Regions from separate parts of the Mus musculus genome. Here region 2 is linked to region 1. A link is a contact called in public Hi-C data. All regions are on one chromosome and are shown on one strand. Each heading gives the region's core, a stretch centred on a gene start, on an enhancer-like site or on the middle of the called end of the contact. The rest is flanking DNA. Distances are from core to core; before and after follow the strand shown.

The links. A called contact is a pair of places that touch in the nucleus more often than the background predicts.
Region 2: a Hi-C map of liver shows a contact between it and region 1, with 2.3 times the contacts expected there. The contact joins two enhancer-like sites. A contact is called at or near these places in 2 of 39 promoter capture datasets (cranial neural crest and embryonic stem cells), 1 of 15 datasets of contacts at CTCF or cohesin (the NIH/3T3 cell line), 3 of 484 Hi-C or Micro-C datasets (bone marrow-derived macrophages, liver and nephron progenitors) and 3 of 9 other capture datasets (adipose tissue, embryonic stem cells and pancreatic islet).

What each region holds. Positions count from the first base shown.
Region 1 is chr6:145,521,521-145,525,846 of GRCm38.p6, reverse strand. The region is part of intron 2 of Gm38475 (a long non-coding RNA gene); the gene reads left to right. Among named protein-coding and RNA genes, the nearest start is that of Gm15499, 81 kb to the right of the region's middle. Within about 2 kb of position 3,021, at least 12 of the 459 cell types and tissues checked have an H3K27ac peak or open chromatin away from gene starts, as enhancers often do. A contact at or near this core is called in liver, where this site is marked.
Region 2 is chr6:145,821,205-145,825,463 of GRCm38.p6, reverse strand. No RefSeq gene overlaps it. Among named protein-coding and RNA genes, the nearest start is that of Gm38927, 19 kb to the left of the region's middle. Within about 2 kb of position 1,718, at least 35 of the 459 cell types and tissues checked have an H3K27ac peak or open chromatin away from gene starts, as enhancers often do. A contact at or near this core is called in liver, where this site is marked.

The sequences.
Region 1 (4,326 bases), core at 1,772-4,271:
TTCTGCACACGTTTATTGGGAGAGCTTGATTGCAGAGGTGAAAAGACCCCAGCCCAGAACTGGTGCTGCTTATATAGGCCTAGGAGAGGCGTGTCTCACACCCGGATTGGTTATGCACTACACCTCATTTGCATGTTCCTCATCTGATTGGCTACTCTCTCTCTCTGTACCTCACAGAGCCTCATTATCATACCTCATTTGCATGTCTCACATCTGATTGGTTATACTCTCAAAGCCTCATTATCATGCCCGGGCCAGGCAGTGTCTTTGCAAAAGTCTTTACTGTATATGTACACATTGGTTGTTTGTCCAAACTTATGCATGGTGGCCAGCAGTAGTCAGTGTCACTCTGCAACGGCACATGTGGCTTCCCACAAGGGCTGGAGGTCAGGACTCAAGGCCAGCCTCAGCTCTGTAGTACATGTGAAATCACCCAGGCCACATGAGACCCTGACTCACAAAACAAAACAAACCTGCAGCGACAGAAGAGAGTGTTAGTGGCTCCTGGACAGTGCCAGGAGCTGAGGGGTCAGGGGAGCTGGGTAGTCTCTCGGGGCTTTCCACAGCTAGGTAATCACTGACAGGGAGCCAGCGTCTTCCCTGTGTATCCTCACCACTGGGAAGATGGCGTTCGGGAAGTGCTAACTAAATGTTGGGGCGAGAGGAACATGACAGATGGAAGAGCCTGGAAGGAGATGCCTCCTCACTTCAAAATGGCTGAGTGAGACTGTTCAGTGTTTCCCTTATACAAGTCCCTGGCTCCTTTCTGGGGAGCGAATGCTGTTGAAATTACTTATTTCTCAGATGGGCGCTCTGGGGAACAGCCAGGTTAACGCCGAGCTGTGAATTTCACAAATACTCTTGCTTAGCATATAATCTATTTAAATAGAACCATTCAACAAAACACAAACATGATAATTGGTGCAATTTTTGTGTGTGTGTGTGACACACAGCCTAGAAGAATATGTTGGTTTTCTTTCCTTTTTCTTTTTAATCTCAGCACAGCCAGAAGTCTGGCAGAGTAATCACTAAAGCCCAAGGTGAAGCCTCAGATGGAAACACAGACAGACAGAGCACCGCTGAGCCTCTCACACTTCATAGCTCAGCCCTGGACAGACATACTGTCCTGGTTAAGACCTAATCACTGCCAGTACCTTCTGATCACAGGATTGGATTTAAAAGAAACAGCTAGAGTACCACAGTTGCCTTAATTATTCCTGAATGTTGATTACAATGATCATTTGCTGAATATCTCAATGTTTTGTAGCAAAAAAAAAAAAAAAAAAACCCATGAAATTAAAAATATGGCCTCTTAGTGTTATAAAAATATATTTTGAAAAATAATGTTTATTTATTTATTTATTTATTTATTTTCCTTATTCACTGAACATTCTGCTCACTGCCACCTCCTGGAGATTGGGGGAGGAGGGGACAGCTAGAGATTTTGGAAGTGATTTTCCTGCTTTTTCTCACTGTGGTTTGCAGAAAGAGCAAGGTCAGATGAATGTCCTCGAGTGTTTGAATTTTGGTTTTCTGTTTGTTTGGTATTATATTTTATTTTGTAAGGCCCAAGGATGCTGGTGTGCTTCTCTGGCTAAGGAATTTAAGACTGAGACAAATCCGTTCTAACCCCGCACACTCCTGCTACCCTGAGAGCTCTCACACAAGGGACAAGCCAGACCACTGAGACCACTTACCTAAGTGCTTGCCCGGGGCCCCTGCTTGTACACCGAGACCTAGTGCCTCATGGGAAATCTGATGTTTTTACATTCATTTCGACCCTCGGATGCTATTGGAGTGAAGCAAGCCGTTCCTCTGTCAGGCGGGTCTCGAGTGAGGCAAGTGAAGTAAGCCGAGGAGGAGATACTTCAATGGCACCTCAAACAGGACGGGTGGGAATGTCAAGATGCCACGTGGCCCCGCGTGACTTCTCCCGCCTCGGTTCTGAATGGGCCACGTGGCAAAGTACAGGTGCCTTTGGATGTTCACCTGACTATTTCAAGATTTCTTTCACAAATTAGAGGGAAATGTCTAGGCAAATGCTTCTGTTGTAAATGTACGTGATTTCCAAAATGAATCCTAGATCCTAGGAGCCACCGGCAATAAGGAAGACTTGTATGTTTGCGTACACCGTAACGCTGCATGTTTAACCAGTTCACAAATGCTAACCAATAGCATAAACTGCATGAGTAGATATACCTGAGCTCAAAATAACTTAGCTAAGCCACATAACAGCAACTTTTAAGTAACAGCAACTTCTGTTGTTTATATTTCCTCACCGATAAGTGGCTCGTTACAGTTCCTCTTTCAAGTGTTGTGAGAAGAGTTAAATATGATAACTTGAGGTGTTGGCAAAGTTGCAGAAGCAGAGTCCCGAGTAAGGACTGTTTTTGTTCTGAGCTATATAGCCGCACTTGGGAAAGAGTCAGCATGGCCTCTGCCTTCAGGAGAAGCGCGCTTACTGAGGTGGGACACACATGCACAAAAACTTTAATACACTGCAACTGCACATCGCAGTGGTATTCAGAGTCCAGTCAAAGCATTAGGCCTGGGGAGGCCACAAGTGAACTGGGATTCCAGCTCCGAGCAAGAGTGTGCTGCAGCCCAAGAATGAATTGGCGCCAGGGAAAGACAATGTGCTCAGGTCCTTGGGGATAAGTCTGGAGTTTATTTCTGGAGCCTCTTTGTTCTCTATAGCTAGTTTCTTCAGATGCGTGACTAACAGAATAGAAAGACAAAGCCAAGTGCAGATCTCTTTCTGTCTCCCCGTCTGCTGTCTCCACCCTCTCAGTTCTGCTCCAGAAGCCTTCATCACCTTGAGCTCTGGCCCTGCCAGACTCCCCATGGTGAAGATCCCAGGCTGTGCTGCCCCATCACGCTCCGCTCCTCAGGACCTGGGGAACCTTCACGGCACATTTCTCTGGGCTCTTCATTTGTGTCCCTCCTTTCTCTTGGGGACCACAGCCTTTTGCTGTTTGTCACACAGCGTTTGACCTTTGTCCTGTAGGGAGTAAAGGTGGTTAGTCTCCTGCCAGTCCATTTTGGCCTAAAGTCAAGGCCCCATTGATTTCCATGAAAAGGCACCGTGCCTCTCGCACTCGCTTCTAGAACTCATCTGTGGGAAGTCGGTCTAGGAATCTGGCAGCTGATCGTCAAGGGGAGGCGAACAATAAAAACTTTCCCAGTCAGGAAGATGTCATCCTGCAGCCATGTTGACGGGACATTCCTCGGTTATTCAGACAGAATTGCTCAGCAGTGGCAGATGATGGGATGGTAGCAATTTATGAGGCATGGTCACCAGCGAAACTGCACTTACTTAGGTGGGCCAGGCAATTGCCTGTGTAACAAAATGCATTTTCTAAGGTATCTAAAAGCAGTTTTGTCCTGGTGGCCATGAGTGTCCATTCCTCAGGACCCCTTCCCTCACAGAGATCTCTTGCTCCTCTGCTCCCTTCTCAGAGCTCTGCTGATCTCCACTCATGTCTTCTATTCAGTGCCAATGGCTTTCTTCTTAAAAGCATCTAAACCTAAAACCCATTCCTCTAGGAGAGATGGCTTGGCAGTTAAGCACACCCGGTGCTCCACGGAGGGCATGAGTTTGATTCCCAGCACCTGCATGCTGGTTCACAGTAGTGTGTAAGTCCAGAGCCCTTCTGCAAGTCTGATGCCTGTTGCAGGAAATATTAAAAAATATGAACCTGCCAACTCTCATCAGGGCCAGGCCACACACTCAATCCTGCCACTGCCAACAACTCTCTAGAGCTAGCCCCTGCACCAGGTTATCTCACTTGCTCAGTCTCTCAGCCCACCAACTCGCTGACTCTGTGAGGCCACCTGGCTCCCACCGGGCCATCTCTTGGATGCCCCCTATTCTCCGAGTTCCTCTCACTTTCACACAACACCCCACAGACCCCTGGTTAGCCATCACAACACCTAATTACTCGGTAGAATCAAGACTCTTAATGCTTAATTAGCCAATCAGATTAATGTATCAATAATAACCCAATTTATAAGATGCCAATACAATAATTTCAGAGCCAAATGATAATAATGATAAAGCTTTAACCCAATTATTCTAACCTTTTGATAACATCACATTGGCTTCCATTCTTGTTCTCTCTCACCTCCTGAGACCTCTCTCTCTGCCAACTCCTTGCTCTGCCTCCCTTCTATTGGCCAAAAACAAGCCTCCCAGTGCCCTAATGTGATTGGACAGAGAAAATCCTGCAGCAGATGCCTTTCTGGCCTCCATGAACACTAGGCACACTGTGTGTGTGTGTGTGTGTGTGTGTGTGTGTGTGTGTGTGTGTGCGCGCGCGTGCACAC
Region 2 (4,259 bases), core at 469-2,968, 300 kb before region 1:
AGCAGTTCCACCAGCCAGGGAACCCCTTACTGAACTACAGGAGCCTAGAGGGGACATTTTACAGTCACAAGATGGCATGGCCAGAGACCATCTTCCTGTGTAGGGCATGTTGATTGGGCAAGTTTTAAGAGAAATCAAGAATGAGGAGGAGAGAACAGGGGGTTTGTGTGTTTTAAAATGTGATCAAAATACTGTCTTTCATGGAAGGTCTGTGTATACAGTAACTGATCTCTGTAAAGATGTAGCAAGTACCATGGAGTCACAGATGGGACCAGAGAGCATGATACTGAAGCAGGAAGCTAAGCTAACTACACACCTTTAAAACAACAATACATATCAGTAGGGATGGGTGCCTTGGGAATATTCAGAATGGGACTCATTTTCAGACCTGGGAGAATCGGAACTAAATGCCTATGCAAAAAGCCCTGGGGAGCAGCTGACCATTCAAGGCTCTGCCAACAGCAGAAGTCATCCTAGAGCCTGGTGGTGTTTGTACCCCAGCTCTATTTGTGTGTGTGTGTGCACGTTTGAGAGCCCTTGTTTATGTACATGTGTTTGTGAACATGCGTGCATAGATAGGTCCTGTGGAGCTCCAGGTCCAATGTTTCTCTCAAGGGAACTAAGTAAAAATAAAAACTTGCAATACAGGTAAAGAAAAAGCAAGAAGGCTACACATTGGATACAGAAAGAGTTTTTGAAGATATGTAAATTAAAATTAGAATACTTACACCCATAGCAGAACTTCTCCCAATATGATTCTTATATATAAATTAAAAAGAAAAGACTTTTAAGTGAAATTTAGAGCATGAAGCCATGTTAGACTTTAGGATGATGGGATCTGTGGATGATCATGCTTTGGACTCAGGGAGTTGGCCTCTGTCAGGTCAGGACAAACCAGGTTCAGCTATTAGTCTTGAGTGAGCAATCAAGACAGGCAGACTAATTGTGAGAAACAGAAAAAGGGAGTGCACTTGATATACCACACTGGGAAGAGGGTTTTAGCAGCCCCAGGGTCTTGATTTCAGGTTAAGTTTTAAATACAGTAGCAGGCTGTGCACACACAGGCAGCTCTGGTCCAGGGGTGGCGCAGCTGCCTCTGACTCTTTGTTCTCCTTTCTGTAAGGTGGTCTACACAACTGTGAATTTTTTCTCAGAAGAAAAGTTTCCCCGCTGGCTGGCCCGGGCTCTAAGGGATTCTTTTCTCCCAGCTTGAGATTTCTGGGGGTGAGAGGAGTTCCGATTTCTTCCACTTCTTCAATAGTCCAGTAGCCAAGCAAGGAGCACAGACATGTCCTTAGACTATCTTCAGCCCTTCCAGGATGGTTACAAGTACAGCTAATCTTCACAGAGCCACAGGATGAAGCATTGGACCCATAAAGACAATCCTGGGGACATTTAGGTTGAAACATAGCCAACAAAGTGTCTTCCTGTAGAGGGCACCAGATGACTAGGCAGTGAAACCTTGCTGCCCTGTAGTGGGAAGTCCTGGGAAGGAGCCTCTGTGAACATACTGGAGACTTGTGGAAGTTGAAGATCCAGGCTGGGGGTGGGGGGTGGGGGAAACGACACACGGACTCAGTCTTTCCCTGCAAGCTCCATGCAGGCAAGTCCCAGCTCTTCGTATATGCAATCTCTGTGAGACAGCAGTCAGGAGCTTCCTGACAGGGTTGACAGAGGCTGAGGAGAGAGGCTATCAGGCATGCACATAGTTGTGGCAAACAGCAAACATGGAGAGTCACCACAGGCTAAACTACCGTCTGGCAGTTTGCATTGGTGCTCTTAGGAGGCAGAGAAGATGACCTTAGACTTTTATTTGGACAAGAGTATTTAATCTTACTTTTCATTAGATTGTGTTTCCCATGTATCTGTGCCAAAGATGGAAGTCCAACTTAGGAATGGGAGTGAATTCTGAAGTGAGTCTATTGAGAAATAAAAACTCACCCACCTCCAACTTGAGTGTCTGTGTCTAACATTCATGTCAGATATGCAAGCAGGAAAAGGCAGAGATCAGATCTTTGAATATGCTGATTCCTGACCCTGGCTGTGAGGCAAGGCCACAGGGTCATAGGCCAAGCAGGACCTTCTGTGGATAGGCAGATTGCTTGCACCAATGAGATGACAAAGCGTCAGAGTGGGAGGGGTGTGGGTGAGAAGGGGCCAGGCCTCAGTCCGCTGCTGGCAGGCCTCTCCTTACATCCCCACCACTGTGCTGTTGCCAGGAGACTGAAGAAGGGGCCAGGCCACATGGAGTGCAGTGCGGAATGTGTGAGAATGTGCAACCTGTGGTCTCATGAGTCCACGTGATCTGACATGGGCGAGGACTCACTTTCTCTTTTGCAGAGGACAGGACGCACCCACAGATCTGTCTTTTAATACAACTTATCTCTCTCCAAGGCACATATATGTACCCGTGCCCAAAACAGGGACGAGAAAAGCAACATGAAGCCCTCCCTGTTCACCTGGCAACTTAAAACCACCTGTAACTCCAGTTCCAGGGGATCTAACACATGTTCCTCTCTAGCCTCTGTTGGCATCAGGCACACACATGGTGTATATACATACATGCAGGCACAAAATTCATACACATAAAATTAAATATATATCAAATATACATTATATAAAATACACAAATATATATTATATAAATAAAAATATATAATCTATAAAAATAAATATATAAATATATTTTAAAAGGCTGTCTTATTTCACTTAGTAACAAGTGCCCTTACGTGCAACCTTGCCACCCTAAAATATTCTCAAGAAGATGCTACAGTATTCCACAGCCCACTCACATCAGAGAGGTTCCCATGAGTGCTTGCTCAGGAAGCTGCTCCATTGAGCTCTCTTATCCTGTTGAGTCCTTATTTCCTGGTAGCTGTTGGCGTCCTGTGTGGACTTTTTAATGCCTAAGCCCCCACAGCTGCCTGCCCCCTCAGCCCCTCACCTTTGGCTGTCTCTTCTGCGCTTCTAACATGGTACCTTACCACATGACTCCTCAGTGACTCAATCAGGAAATTGCTTATGCAGCTTTTCACAGTGGGGAGGTCAGTGGTTCTATGGCCGTGTGCAGCAGCTGACTGCATGAATCCAGCGGACCAGGAAGCAAGAAGCCAGTCGGAAGTGGGCTGCACTATATACCCTCCTGGCCCATCTCCCTCTGGCCCACTTCTCCCAGCTAGGCCCCTGTCCCTAAGGTTCTATCACTTTCTAAAACAGGACCAAATGTCCAAACAGGAGAACCTGTGGGTCCATTCCCCAGCTCCTTACAGGGCAACCAAGGCTTTCATAACCATGACAACCAAGGCCTTCATAACCATGATGTCTGCCCACTCTCTGTTCCCTCCTGCTTATACTATCTAATCACAGCTATTCAGTCCTTCATAGTTCTAGCTCCTAGACAGTGCCAGATGCCATTCTGATTCCTATCTCCTGCTCCAGGGTCCTGATGCTTGGGCTGATGGGGAAGCCCTTCTGGCCACCGTCCCATGACACTGGAACCCTTGCTCATTTAACTGAGCTTAACATGTGGTAGTGAGGTTCACCTTCCTCATGAGAGGGTAAAATCCTTGAAGTGGGGGACCCATGTCAAGTTCAGCCCAGTATGGCCATAAGTAGGGCTTACTACATACATACCCCACTGGCATCTCCTATGTCACCCCACATGAAGAATGTAAGTGGCCAGGGAGGAACTATGTAAAAGAGGACACTGTTTTGTTCAGCCATTAACACATGCTTTAGCGAGGGCAGGGTGGATCATTAAAAGTCTAAAGCTTCCAACTAGGAGTCAGAACTGAGTAAGTCTCCTCATTTCCTCTTTACGTTTATAGCATGATGTTACTCATGTGTATTTTCTTAACCTAGCCTTAGCTCTACTTAAAAACACTCCTGCAAACATGGATCCACTTGCACATCAGAGGTGGCAAGATGCAGATGCTGTCTTCTGCAAGCCCCAGCACATTTGCACATCATGTTCGGAGGCCAGAGGTCAACTGTAGGTACTGGTCTCAATGGCCCTCCATCCCCACTGAACTTGTTTCGGCTCGGCCGGCCGGTCAATGAGCCCAAGCCGTCCACGTGTCTTTGATTCGCCAGTATTGATGCTAGTGGTGTGACATGTTACACAGGGATGCTGAGGACATGGACCCAGGACTGGTGCTTGTGTGCCAAGTTCTTACTCACCTGCTGAGCACCCCCGGCCTAGCTGTACCTCTGTGTAAGAGACCATTCTGAGGGTTAACAGTATGTTCAGAGAAAGGTCT